3 separate regions of the Hordeum vulgare genome follow, and regions 1 and 2 are each linked to region 3. The links are chromatin contacts, called in public Hi-C and HiChIP or PLAC-seq maps. All regions are on one chromosome and are shown on one strand. The core of a region is the stretch at or near the end of the contact, and the rest is flanking DNA. Distances in the headings are between cores, read along the strand shown.

What was found. A called contact is a pair of places that touch in the nucleus more often than the background predicts. HiChIP or PLAC-seq counts read pairs in DNA pulled down with a chosen protein or histone mark.
Region 1: a contact with region 3 is called in a Hi-C map of leaf, with 7 times the contacts expected there. The contact joins the promoter of LOC123401430 here to the promoter of LOC123406225 in region 3. A contact is called at or near these places in 2 of 6 Hi-C or Micro-C datasets (leaf and seedling) and 1 of 1 datasets of contacts at active chromatin or transcription factors (embryo).
Region 2: a contact with region 3 is called in an H3K4me3 HiChIP or PLAC-seq map of embryo, with 5 times the contacts expected there. The contact joins the promoter of LOC123402163 here to the promoter of LOC123406225 in region 3. A contact is called at or near these places in 1 of 6 Hi-C or Micro-C datasets (leaf) and 1 of 1 datasets of contacts at active chromatin or transcription factors (embryo).

Annotation. Positions count from the first base shown.
Region 1 is chr6H:461,917,793-461,922,588 of MorexV3_pseudomolecules_assembly, forward strand. LOC123401430 (rop guanine nucleotide exchange factor 14) reads right to left here and starts at 1,522. Exons shown (of 8, transcript XM_045095240.1): 1 at 1,295-1,522.
Region 2 is chr6H:461,941,608-461,946,070 of MorexV3_pseudomolecules_assembly, forward strand. It overlaps LOC123402163 (syntaxin-22-like), which reads right to left and starts at 1,835. Exons shown (of 7, transcript XM_045096042.1): 1 at 1,396-1,835; 2 at 1,102-1,195; 3 at 810-946. The coding sequence starts at 1,565.
Region 3 is chr6H:461,692,285-461,697,149 of MorexV3_pseudomolecules_assembly, forward strand. LOC123406225 (dual specificity protein kinase YAK1 homolog) reads right to left here and starts at 3,518. Exons shown (of 18, transcript XM_045099712.1): 1 at 2,820-3,518; 2 at 1,835-2,034; 3 at 1,343-1,496; 4 at 1,157-1,266; 5 at 989-1,058; 6 at 829-911; 7 at 647-728; 8 at 504-544; 9 at 268-390; 10 at 1-87. The coding sequence starts at 2,996.

The sequences.
Region 1 (4,796 bases), core at 272-2,771, 220 kb after region 3:
AAACCCCAGAGAGACGACGTCACAACGGGCAGCAGAGCCGGACGAATACCAATCTCAAAACCAACTAGTAAATGCGCTGCTGCATGCAATAAAACGCGGGGAGCCGTACGCGGCGGCGATTGGAGGCGAGGCGACCGGCGAACAGCAAGAGAAGAAGGAGGCGGGCTCCCGTCAGTACGGCCGCAGATTTTAATCCCCTCGCCCCTCCCTCCCTTTAATTTGTTTACCGCGACGCGCCACCTCCCTCTCACGAACGATCGCGCCTTTTCAGATGCTGCTACTGGATAATGATTGACGCATCAGCAGCAGTGCGCAAAGGCAAAAGCGAAAAAGAAAGAAAGAAAGAATTACTACTATGCTATGCTCGCCTGGCGGAGGAGCAAATCTAGCAGCGAGGATATGCGGGAATGGGAAGCATTGACGGCGCGATATTGCGCGTGCATTTACTGGTTTACTAATCGGAGGCGTCGGGCTGATGCAAATCCGTGGTGCATCTTTCCTGTCCGGACGGGGATTAATGGGCGCACAACGGAAACGGAGGGCGATGGATACGGCTGGTGGTGACGCGTCAGGGGGAGGGCTCGCCGGTCGAGGCCTGGCGGCCGTGCGGGCGGTGGTGGTGGTGCGGAGGGGCGTCGGGACTTTGAACTTTGAATTTTGAACTGGGACGGTGGATGGGAAAGAAACGGGATTCACGAGGACATGGGCTGTGGTACTAGGCTTTCTGTTGTGAGCTGAGCTTCGCTATGCTACGCTAGCTTTTAGTGCGGGACGACGACTGTGGGACGGAAAGCGACGACGACCTGAGGAAAAAAAGATGTGTGGGGGCGAGGTGGTGAAAAGAGGTGAGGTGAAAACTGAAAAGGCCCCGGGGTTTGTTGGCTCGCGGCTTTTCCTCCCCGGCGTTGGTGCCGCGCCGCGGAGCAGCGGGCTGATGACGACCTGACGACGGCCTCTCGTCTCGCGAGAACGGTGCCGTGGTGACAGCTTTTTTCATGGCGATGGAGATGGAGATAGAACGGAGCAGGAATAAGGTTCGAGGGGGGAGGGTTGGAGCTCGAGTCGCGCCGGCATTTCAAAGGGGCCAAGTTGTTGCGAAATGTAGAGGGGAGGGGAGCGGCGGTACCTTTGCGGCTGCGTCGGGAGCCAAGAAGTCAGCGGCCCGAGCGCTCCGGCATGGATCTGCGGCCGGGGAAACGAGGGGCGAGTCGTGGTGAGGAAGAGGGCCTCGATCGAGAAGGAAACCATGAGCGAATGGAAATAAGACTAGCTGCCTGACTGGGCACGAGCTTACCAGTGTGCTGGTGGTCCGAGCGGAGGGCGGGCACGCCGGCCTCGAGCGTGAAGAGACGGAGGAAGAAGGGGAGGGACGGAGTGTGTCTCTGTGTGTGAAGGGGGGCTGGGGTAGTGGTGGTGGTGGTACTCTGTGCGTGTGTGTGTGTGTCTGACTATGGAGATGTGTTTGCGATAGAGAGATAATAAATGCGGCAAGAAGGGAGAAAAGAACAGAAAGCGGAGCGAAACCAGGAAGCCAGGCATGGCATGTGAGCGTGCAGGTGCCGGATCAAATATACTACTCCCGCGACCACACCATCAACTCAACGGCCTCCCTCCTCCTGGGATTTGCTCCGTACCACCGCTAACTCGGGATGGAAACGGGCCGACCCGGCACTCCCCTTAGAACAAAGCTAGCAAACCCCGCATCCCGCCGGTCCGTAAAATGCGTTTATAGTTCGTGCAAAATCTTTTTTGCCGGTCGGTGCGGGCTCACATGAATGCAGATCCTTTAAACGGATTCGTAAAAAAAAATATTTGCGAAATATGTTTTTTTACGTATCGGTTTCTGCGGGTTCTGCTCGGCTCCACCGAGACGACCCGCAAACAGAAAAACTGTAAAATTCGCATTTGATATAAGGTTTGACAAACAAGTTCAAATTCAAACGACATAAACAGTTTGGACGCAAATGAAAGCGAAGTTCATTACACAAAAGAGGGCATTGCAAAGGTTTGCGCCCATGTCCGGCATCATCTTGGGGGTCGATCTTCACTCCGCACCATGGAGTCCATATTGAAGTTCATCGGCGCCACCGAATCCACCTCCGTCGCTTGTTCCAACTCTCGCACCGAAATCATCCACATTGGCACCATATGGAGCAGAGAAAACATCATCGGAACTGGAACACGGACCGGCCGAGGCGACCATTTTCCTCTTCAAAATCTCTCTCCTTGCCATATCATGTCATGTTTTGGTGAGGTCGTCCATGTCATTACGGTTCATTGACATGTTCTTGTTCTCCTCGGCAAGCAACAATGACATCGATTTGTTTTCAGAGGCGCGTGCTTTTCTCTCCTCAATGGCAGCTTTGCGGAGCCCCTCTTCCTTGAGCATTTGTCATTTTTCTTGCTTCTCTTTTGCCTTCTTCTCGGTCAACTCTTTCTTGATCTCCAACGACTTCAACAACATCAACTTGTTTGATTGCACCATGGCATCAATCTTCTCCCTCAAGCTCGCTGCTTCTTGTCCTCTCTTCATCTTCTCCCTCGGTCTTCTTATCGCCATCGGGCTTGTGCAAATTTCTTGGGTCATCATCATCCTCATCTTCATCCATGTTTATAAGTGAGCCTCTCTTTGGTGGGGATTCTTTGTCGATCAATTTTCACTTCTCGCACTTTTGGAGCAGCTCACAACAATGCTCTAATTTGAAGAATTTGCCTTCCGAAGCTTCCATGTCCTTGTATCTATGTTGAGCAATCTTGTCCTACAAAATGTGAACAAAGTGATGCAATCATTTCCCATGATACATTATGATGATGCATAACTTGAACAAAGGAAAAAAACAAACTCACATAGTCAGACTCCACGGTGCCACTTGGAGGTGCATTGCGTACTTGCTCCAAGCAAGCTGCCCAACGGCTGCACATAGGCTTGATATTCTCCCAATGCCCTTGAAGCGACCGAAATGTGCTTGGAGTCCTATTGGGATACTTTTTCATAATGCGAAAGTATTGATCTTTGATCCTTTGCCAATATCTCTTGGCGGTTTGAGAAACACACGTGCATGCATCAAGAGACATCCGCCCTTGAAGAGGCATACCTTCCAGCCATTTCGTCGAACACCTCGCTCGTGGTGGGAGCGGCATCGTTGAACGGCATCGCCAGAGCACCTCCTTGCGGGGGGATGAAGTCAGAGGTTGAATAAGGTGTCTTCCTTGAAGCCGGAACCTTCCTCCGCTTTACGCCCGCGGCCTTGCCGGCCTTCTTCGCCGTCAGCCGGGATCGCACTGCGGCGTTGGTGCCCGGAGCACGGGCCGTCGCGGCGATGGCAGACGGATTCCCGCCCTGCACGACCACATTGCCTTGCCGCTTGCGGGAAGGCGCGGCGTGTGCTTGGGCGACAGCGGCGAGGGCAACATGGCCACTCAAGGAAAAGGTTAAGAGATGGCACGATAAACGAAAACAGAAACTAGAGTTCAATGTAGGTGATTATGTCCTGCTATACAATTCTCGTTTAAGATTCTTCGCAGGCAAGCTTCTTTCTAAATGGGAAGGTCCTTACGTTATTGAGGAAGTATATCGTTCCGGTGCCATCAAAATCAATAACACGGAAGGAAATTTTCCTAGAGTGGTAAATGGGCAAATAATCAAGCATTACATCTCTGGTACTCCCATAAATGTTGAGACCAATATCATCAATGTCATAACTCCACAGGAGTACATAAGGGATGTTTATCACCCTGTTTCAGACCCTGAAAACGAGCAGGTATCTGTTTCGGCAAGAAATTGGACTCCGATGCTTTTCCAATAGGAAAATTCTCCGTTTTGGAATTTTTGGAAAATTAGAAAAATAAAAGGCAGTCCAGAGAGCGCACGAGGCGGCCACAAGCTTGGCCACCACCACCCCCTGGTGGCGGAGAGAGGGCTTGTGGGCACCTCGTGTGCCTCCCGGACTCTGTTTTCTTGCGGAGCACTCCTTCTGGTCCAGAAAAAATCAATATATATTCGCTTGAAAGTTTTGATCTCCGTATCGCGCAGTTTTCCTCTGTTTTCGTTTCGAGCTTGTTGTCTGCCGCAGATTTAGAGCAAAGATGTCTCAGGAATCTGTTGGGGAGAATGATCTTCACCAAGTTCATGAAGAAGTAGATGCTGATCTGAAAAGAGTAGAAGTCACGGAAGCCAGAGACCAAGCTAAGGAGAAAACCCAAGCTAGGGAGGAAGTTCAACCTATGTTCAACATTGAAGACGTTGAAGGAGTAGATTTTCTCCAACCCTTCCTCCACGTGTTGTCTCCATCATTGATTGAACTCTTAAGGTTTTGCGAAACAACTCGTGCTCGCAATATTTCCCTTTCTCGTGAAGTTGTTTTGCTGGGAAACCATGTCACAAATATCAAAGGTATAAATCAAAGATTGATAGCTCTTTGGGAATCAAAGGCAACAACTCCACCACCATCACCACCAAAGGAAGACAACTAAGCATTGGTATGGGCAATACCCTTGACCTCTGCCAAGCTTGGGGGAGTTGCCCTCGTATCGTATCACCTTTATATCTTTTGCTTTTACCTTTGTTTTAGTTCTTTCCTTTTCAGTTTTTATTTCTTCTCTTAGAGGAATAAGTCTTTAGTGTTTAGTTTGAGTCTTTTGCTTTTGTCTCTCCCCCAATGTATTCTAGCTTGCGAGCTATATAATAAAGAGTATCTTAGTCAAGGGCTTTGCTTTGTGCCTTAATCAAAAGTATGAAAAGAACGATAGCATGAAAGATCATGAGACGGTCTTATGAAAAGTGATAACTTCACATA
Region 2 (4,463 bases), core at 585-3,084, 250 kb after region 3:
TTCTATGCATTATACTTATTAGAAATAATTATGAGAATAGTCATGAATTTAAGATTATGCAATAAATACATGAGCTTTACTACTGGGTATCTGACCACCGCATGCAAGCCTCTCCCTTTTCATCTCGTCCAATCTCAGTTGCACATTTCTCTTTCTCTTCTAATTGCAGCGCACCATGGTCTTCCTCTTTCAATCACATGTGTAGCAAGCAGCATCCATGTGAAATTAACCACAACTTCAATTTTCTTCATAGCAGTATTCCCTTTGACTAATTTCTTTATAATTTCTCCAAAACATATATAAAATTAAAATTTTGAGTACATACTTATGTTCTACGATGACACAAGATATACTTAGTGGATTGGCTATTATAGCACTTGGAAATAAAGTTTAAGAGAAAAGCTTTTATGATAAATATAATTGAAGAGGAACGATATAATGATGGGAGGGCGGGCTGGCACAGCGGTATAGTCTCTCCACTTGTGGCCTGGAGGTCTTGGGTTCGAACTAGTCTCCTTGCAGGATTAAAGGGTAAGGTTGTATATTATCAGTTGTTTAAACACTTGTGTCACCATAGTCCCAGAGTGTCTGAGTATGTGTAAAATGTACTCCCTCTGTACAGAAATATAAAGATCGTTTAGATCACTATAGCCTCCAAAGAATGGATGACAACTGTGGTAATTCCAATTAATTTAAGATTCTGAACTGTGCAACTCATTTAACATATAAATGTGGGTGTTCAAGTGTAATGAAACACATGAGATAAAACTTGTGGATGAATTGATATTAGAGTGGACAAGCATTAATACCTTGGCTGAGCACTCTGGGTAACAACCGGCTTATATGCCATCTCCCTCTGAATTGCAAGATTCTGAAGTTTCCTGAATTCCTCCATCGTCGCAGCAAAATCTTTGGCAAGCTTCATGTCAGCTACCCGCTTGTCTGCCTGTAGGTGACACCCAAATTCATGAGCATCATGACAAACAGCTGACACTCATCTTAACCGAGCTTAAACTGCCTCATCCTGGCAGAAATATTGCTATTGATCTAAAAGAAGGGGATACAATTTGTATCGTAGGAAGGTGTTGAATTATTACTGACACTAGTTCCAGTGCTCTTGTCTGCTTCCGCAGTACTTGTCAGCTTCTCCTTCGCATCCTTGGCCAACTGCAGGACTTTATGACTAGTCTTCTGCCTGAGGAAATCGTTGTAGCGCAAAGTAATTCAGAAAGTGACACCAGCATGCCGTGAAGGCATTAGCCCCCCTCGATCCTAGTACCAATTAGAGCACAAGCCATGTGCTCCTAACTTGAAATGGGCAAAATTGCTTCAAATAACTAGCACATGATGAGATTAGTTCAGCGAGACGAGAGGGGGAGGGGGTTGAGGACGGACAGCTGATCGCGGAGGGTGGGCGTGTCCTTGGGCGTGCCGAGCGAGTTGAGGAGGCGGCGGTAGGAGGACACCGCGGTGGTGATCTGGAAGACGAGCGCGCGCGTGGCGTCGGCGCCCCTCCCCCTCCTGGGCGCCTGCAGCGCCCCGGACTCCAGATCCGCGAAGCTCATCGCCGATCCCTCCCGCCCTCCCGCGCCGTCGAGCCCGTACGCTCGGTCACGCCGCGCGGCGAAAGGTGGCGGAGGCGGTCGACCGGACTCGCCGGAGCGTAGGTAAGGGCAGGGGTCGCCGTCCGTCGCCACCGGCCACGCACGCAGTGAGGTGCCCCGGTTTCTTTATTATTCCATGGATTGGCTGTTGTTGCGATCGAATTGATTGATGAGAGAGGGGTGATAGGACAGCACGAGGTGGCACGAACAGAACAGGCGTCGCGGGCTCGATCCACGCCCGGGATTTGGGAGGAGTGCTTGGCGTCAACCGAACCGCACACCCGGCGGTCGCACTCGCACCGCTTTGGGTGAGTTGGGTTAGTCCAGCGGGGGGCCGGAGGACCAGCTGGTCGGCCGGAACGCCGAAAGTCGATCGCCATCGGGAATTATCGTCACGGTTGGATTATTTATTTTTTCAGAACCGCCTTCCTTCATATTCTACTAGTACAAATGCACGTGCGATCGGGCGAAAAAATAGACATAACCTACTTCATGTCTCATTGTACATCAGTTTTTAATATCCATTTTAATAAACATTGATAACATGATTAAACGTGGGAATTTCATTATCTTTTCAATAAAAGTTAACGTTTTAGCAAAAGAACCCGTGCGTTGCGATATGTATGAAAAAAATTCAGGGTTTACATGATATTCGACAGTTTATCTATCATGGTGAAATAGTGAGTTTTATTTCTCAATCTGTTATATTCTTCCTCGTCTTATCATGAATTTGTATTTATTACTTGACCACTTCAAAGATAAAATGGCCCATTAGAGAGTAATGAATTTACAATGCTTGATACTTTTTTGTTGTTGTACTACCGCCAGCAGTAGGAGCACACCAACTACACTAACACGGCTACTTCCCTTGACACTATCATTAGAGGTCGAACATGATAAGGATTAGGACATGTGAAGTTGCGGGTGAGATGATATGACGAAGGCGAGTAGCCACGGGAATGGAGGTGGTGCACGAAAGGACCGAGGACATGGTCGGCGTAGGCATGACCACATGCTTCTCTCTCTCTCCCTAGCTAGCATGCACGGCAAAATATGAAGCAACCACTCCTCGAGACCCATTTCAAGCATGATGCATTGTTGTCGTATTTTCTCAACGCTTCATCCTTTCTCTCATCAGCGGCATGAAAACATCCAGACTCGAGGAATATATTGATGATTAGTTAGTCGAGAGGTGAGCCCCAAATATATTTTCCATAAATAAATAGTATTTCTTTTCAATATTTTTTAAACAAATCTTTCTAATATTTGAGGCACACATCTTTTAAGTACTATAACTATTAATGTATTCATAATTAAGATTAAAATATTGTAGGCTTAAACATTGAGTGTATGCTAGCAGAGATCGACATCTAGCTCTACAAAAAAAAGACATCTAGCAGCAGAGAAAACAGTGCAACATGTTGCACTCAATCCCATCAAGAATTATTTTTCCACCGCTCAATTCTTATCTTCTCCACCGACCACACAGTGGCACTTCTCCATCCACCATCCTTGTACGCCATCGACAATCGACCAGCACCACCAGACCTCCTCCCGCGCCTCCGCCACAGGCCCAGCCAGCACTCGCACGCGCAGGCTCGCCGCCAGCTAGGAGCCCATACATAGCCAGCCGCACTGCAACAACTCCGACGCTTGTATGTCGCCTCCTGCACCTCCCCCTCGAGCCAGACGCCTGCACCCTCGCCTCCTGTCCGGCGAACGTTGCCATCGCCGGCTGACCCCTGCAACTCATTCCCTTCACACTAACTCCCTCTGGATCTCCCGCTCACCTCCATGTATCTAACCTCCCACGAGGCTATGTTCCTCTTCCCCGAGGGTGGCCTGTACCTGTGTCTGCCCAGCGCCATAGCCATGACTGGTTCATCCGCGTTGGTGATGCACTTTCCCTGATCCATTCTCGCATCAGGGAGGTAAGGAGGAGGGGCGGCCGGAGTGAAGCCACCGCACTATCCTCGGCGAGTGGAGGAGGGGGAGGGGCAGCGCGCAGGCCCATTCTCGCATCAGCCAAGGGAGGAGGAGGAGGAGGGGCGGCCGGGAGGAGGAGGGGAGGAGAGGGAGGGAAGAGGAGGAGGAGGGGCGGCGGAGCACCGACTTCCTTCTGCCTCGACACCGCCGGCACCAGCCGCCGACGACCTGCGCCCGAAGCTCCCGCGAGTACGCCGTGCTCGAGCCCATCATGGAGGGAGGGGTGATTCTTTAAAAGTGAAACTTTTTTCAACTTAATAAAGGACTGCAAAGGACCGCGGGTTGATTTAGAAGAAACGAAAGGGTGTTTTCACAAAAATGCCACGACGGACGACCAGAAACCGTATTTGCTTTATTATGCAAAATCTTTCTTTTCTCCATCTTCTCCACACAAAAGATAATACCAGCCTCAATTGTCATACTCCTCTTGAGTGCTTCCCCAAAATTTTCTTCTATCATCCAGCCCATAGAATATGCCATCGTGTTCAAACACCGCTGTAAAGAAATTGGAATTTTCTCCTGCAAGTAGAAGTACACAATTGTTATGTGTCATGGATAATGCCAACTGTTGTTAATGAATATGCATATCATTTACTGAATATGTTTTGCAACAACGCTTCCATATCTGTCCCTAATCAAATATCAAGCATTGTTTTTGTACCACGTTTCAGTAAATTTGGCCACTAAATTATGAACATATATCAAAACATACAGTACACTGATTTCTTCCACTCAATTCCGAACCTATATCAATTCTGAAAGTGCAGTACAATATTTCAGTTTTCTGAAACTGATTTGAACCTATATCAATTCTGAACCTATATTCTTCTCTATTGCACTATATTAACGGCAAATCTGAACCCCATGCTTAAC
Region 3 (4,865 bases), core at 2,268-4,767:
TCGTTACCAGGATAAATGCTTCCAACATGCTTAAAAAACTTCCTGGTGTTTTTAGCCTCCCTAAGAAGATCATCTGGTGGTTGCCCACTGCACATGTTGAATACTGGTAAATAAAGTATTCTACCATTGTTGAACATCTACTAACTGAAGTAAAACAGCTCAACCAGCTAACACGTAAACACCTAACATCGTATAAAGAATTTATCTGACAGCTGATCGGAAAATGAGAAAACAAGAGATTAGGCTTTTCAATAAAAAAGAACTTACCCGACAATCTCAATCATACGGCTAAGGACATCGTATTCTGATGCTCCGGGAAATAAAGGTAGACCTATATAAAGTTCAGCAACTATGCAGCCAAATGACCACATATCAATGGCGGTAGTGTATCTAGCACTCGTTAAGTGTACAAGCCCACAAGCTAAATGACAAATTATGCAGTGTAAGATGTTTGTGTAGCTGTTGTTAAATGTATTTGCTATTAGAGATGTCCAATAGGATACGGATAGCCAAGAAGCACTTCAGGTGACCTGTAATAACGGCTCTGGAAAAGGAAAAGATACAGGCTTGACTTAATAATTCATATGAATTCATATTAGTAAAATAAACTTCAGACTGATGAGTGATGAGTGAGTTCAAATAAAACCTGGATATATGAGTAAATCGTTTGACCCTCCGTGCACGCTGAACCAAAATCAATTACTTTAACTCCAGCTGCTGATTTTACTCTACAAAGGTCACCTCAGTCATGGAACTTAGCATTGTTGAAAGTGGTAGCACACAGAAGGCGTACAAACAAAGTGCTTATTTTGATGGGAAGCAACTCACTTCGGTGTTATGAGGATATTTTCCGGTTTTAGATCACAGTGAATAATTCCAGCACCTTTCATCACAATCAATGCATCCAATATCTAAAAGTAATACATCATAGGTAATATGGCAACAAACACATATAAAATATATGCATGATAAGAAAAGGGACACCTACCTGTCTTGAGAAAGTACGGACAAATTGCAGTTGTAAACCTCTTAAGTTGTTCTTTTTCAACAACTCGTACCTACAAAGTTGGAGTTTATGTTACCACATGAATCGAAACTAACATGGGGAATATTATAAAATATAATAGTAAAGGCAGGTTTAGTGGAAGTTATTTACAGGTTATGACCAAGCATTTCAAATGTGATGCACAAATGATTTTTCCATGGAAAAAAATCCAGCATCCGGACAATGTGGTGCTGATCATCAGGATCAATTTTTTCATTTAGCTGCAAATACAGGAAAACAGTCTTGTGATGCCAATTTTTTCAACAAAATTAGTAAATCCTAAGTAGATTACCATACCATGCTCAACAATGAGACCTCCACGATAGCCTGCTGATAAAAGGCAGGCTGGTTTTTTATAACCTTCACTGCAACATAACTGTTGGTTTCTGCGTCCCAGCATTTAGCAACCTGCCCAAAGGTACCTTGGCCAAGCATTTCTTGGACAATGTACCTTATTACCAAAAAAAAAAAATAGTGAAATGAAATGATGAATCATAAGTTAACCAATCTGAACCCTGAGATGAGCAGCTGTGGAAAAAAATTGAACTGGCTAGATCTATTTACCAAACAAGTTCTACATTAAAACCAAATATTGCAAGAGAATTTTGCATATATTTCTTCTTCACATACTTTGATTTCTTGTTAATTCTCATAAATAATGAGGCCCTCCAAGTATTCATAGATATTTCTAACTTACAAAAATCAACTTGTTGCGGCTAAAAATGCTGCAAGTAACCAACAAGAAACAAGAATGTGAAAGCTGGTACATTGGAAAATAACTAAACTAACCTCCGGTCTGACTTCTTATTAACCAATTCCAAATTGACATACAAGATGAGATCATAATTTGCATTATCATGCCCATCATTGTGAACAGGAACTGCAGGATTGGTGAGGAAGTACTTGGGATTTAGTGAATCTGAGAAATTAAACTCAGGATTGCATTTTTCAAAAGTTTGGACGATGCCCCTGGTCAATCTTGCGACAATCTGCAGGAAAACAGTTGATTCAGAGTGGTATATCAGAGGTGTATGGGCATGTGGTGCATATGAACAATGGTAACAAACTGAATTATAAATGCACCGCCATCTTTTCATCCTATAACACACTAATTGAGAGCGGCAACAGTGTTAAAGGATGTTCTTATAGCATTGCACTATTCGTTGGATGGTATAGGCAGGTTTGCATTGTCCAATGATCCATTTTTTTTTTTAAGATATCAACTAGGATCCTGACACACTTTTAGTTGTGCGCTTGCGTAATATCTCCGAATCATTTATACTTGGAATCTCTTTTACAGTAATGATGGATTGGAATAGCAAGTCAAGCAACACGAAGCATGTATTGTATATGAAATTAAACACTGTGAATGATCTTTGCAGACAAAATAGGTGTGATTAATGACTGGTAATGCTAATAACAGTCAGAAATGAAGTTTGCCTCTGATTAATCAAAATACAATTTGAGCGGACCACACTGCTCCAGCTGGTCAAACTATAGTTGCCTGAACCGTGCGTCCAAGCAGCAGGAACGGTTCTGATTCGAGTAGTTCAAGTCACCGAAGTTTAAGATGTATTGATTTCTTAAGCTGTAACGGTTTCGTACCAGCGTTTCATCCTAATTAATTTCCAGCTACGACGACCACTGTGAATCGCTAAATCCAATTGACAATTCAAATTCAGCACGGTGAGCACGAGAATAGCTCCAAAAGGGACAGCAAGCAAGCAAGCATCTTTTGTTAGCCCCGTGGGAGGGGAAGGTGTAGGAAACGTACAGGCCTCTTCCTGACGGCGCGTAGATTGCTTGAACGGGCGGCAACCCCATTGCCCCGGGCGTACGGCGCCTCCGCCCGGTCGCCCACCACCGCAGCAGCGTAGGACCGGAACACCGTGAACTTGGACGGCGCCCACGGCGGCCCCGCCGCCTTCCTCTCCCTCCCAGTCCCCTCCATTCGCCTCAAGCAACCACCTCCCAACAGCGCCCGCGGAGATCAAGTGCCCAACAACAACAGCAACAGAAAGAAGTCAGCCCAATCCGCACCAGCCCAGGCTCCTGTTGGGATCACGGCAACGCACTCCGAAGCAGAAGCGGCAGCAGCAGCAGACTAAGCGGCCGCCGGCGGAGTAAAGCTGCATCCTATGAAGCGGCCATCGCCCAATGCTACTCCGGCCCGCGCCCCCGCCGATCCGATCTCCCCGGCCCTCCGCCGCCTCCTCTCACCGCTTGGGACTCCCCCTGGCGGGGCCAACAGCTCGGAGCCGGACCGAATTGGGCGGGTAGGGTTTTGGGAAGGGGGCGACGGGATGCTCGTACCCGCCGCACTCGTGGCGGCGGCGGCGGGGAAGTGGAGGCGGTGGAGCAGTGGGGAATTTGGAGCGTGGCGGCGAGTCCCAATCCCCTCCTCCTCCCTCTTTCGTCTCTTTTCTTCCTTTCCTTCCTCGTCTCCGTCACCTCCTCCCCCTCTGTGGGTTTTTTTTCCGCTCGCCTTCTTTCCAGCTAATATTTATACGCGACTGGATTTTAATTACTGCGGTTAAGAAGTGGAGTTGTAACGCGTCCCCAGGGGCAACGGCCTGCCTGCAATTATCAACGTCGCCGCTCTAAGCACCGCTGTCATCGCGTGCTAGGCGGCGCAACTTCGCCATGCTGGTGCGATCGTGGCCGTCCGATCTGCCCATCGTGCGGCTCTAAACGGCCGGGAAATAATATATGTTCTATTTATTTTCCGCCGAAAGGGGTGCACAAAAAGATATTTGTATATATCTCGTATGACTCGGTGTCTGTGGGCTGCCGCTCACGCACACAAGTAACTGGCGAGCAATGAATGGCGAAAGATCGGGAAACGCGTATGTTGGACCGGCGCATTTTCTAAAGATGTGTAATGATCGAGCCATCACGATAAATGGATAGACGAGAAGTAATTTCCGGATACGTTTTTTCAAGATGGATGGATAAGCGAAGAGGGATTTCCGGATGCTTACAAGACCTGTAATGGCTGAATCTTCGAGATTGATGGATAGACGAGAATTAATTACCGGATGGGTTACAAGATGTGTAATGATTGAGTCATTAAGATAGATGGATAAGTAAGAAGTAATTTTGGGATGTGTTACAAGATGTATAATGGTCGATTTTCAAGATACATGGATAGATGAGAAGGGATTTTCGGATGCGTTACAAGATGTGTAATGACCGATTCTTTAAGATAGTTGGATAGATGAGAAGGAATTTCCACGCCTATTACAACATATGTAATGGTTGTATCTTCAAGATAGATGGTTAGAGGAGAAGTAATTTCCGAAAGTGTTACTGAAAGTTTAATGGTCAATTCTTCCAGATAGATGGATAGACAAAAAAGGATATGTTGCAGTACATGTAATGTTGGAGTCTTCATGATGAATAGATAGATGGAAAGTGACCACCTTCATTAGTGACTAAGATTTGAATCACACTCACGTCATCCACGGTGACGCCTATAGTTGAGTTCCCCTTGCCACCTGCATCATAAACAGGTAAGTGACGAGTTGGCGTCCGAAATTAGAAGATTGCCAGGTTATACTAAAACGTTGCAAGATATATGATATCGAGTGATATTATCAAAAATCCCATGTACATCGATGACTATGCTTCATGATATGTATCTACGTCATCACATCTGATCTAGAGTTGAACTTTGCAACATCGTTCATGATAAAGAAAAGGTCAACAACGTGAAGATGCAAGAGATATAAGGATCAACGGCTTGACCGAAAGCATACAAAGATATGGTTGCATCCCTAAGATCGTGCTAGGGAGGGTCTAGGCCCAATCATAGGAGGTC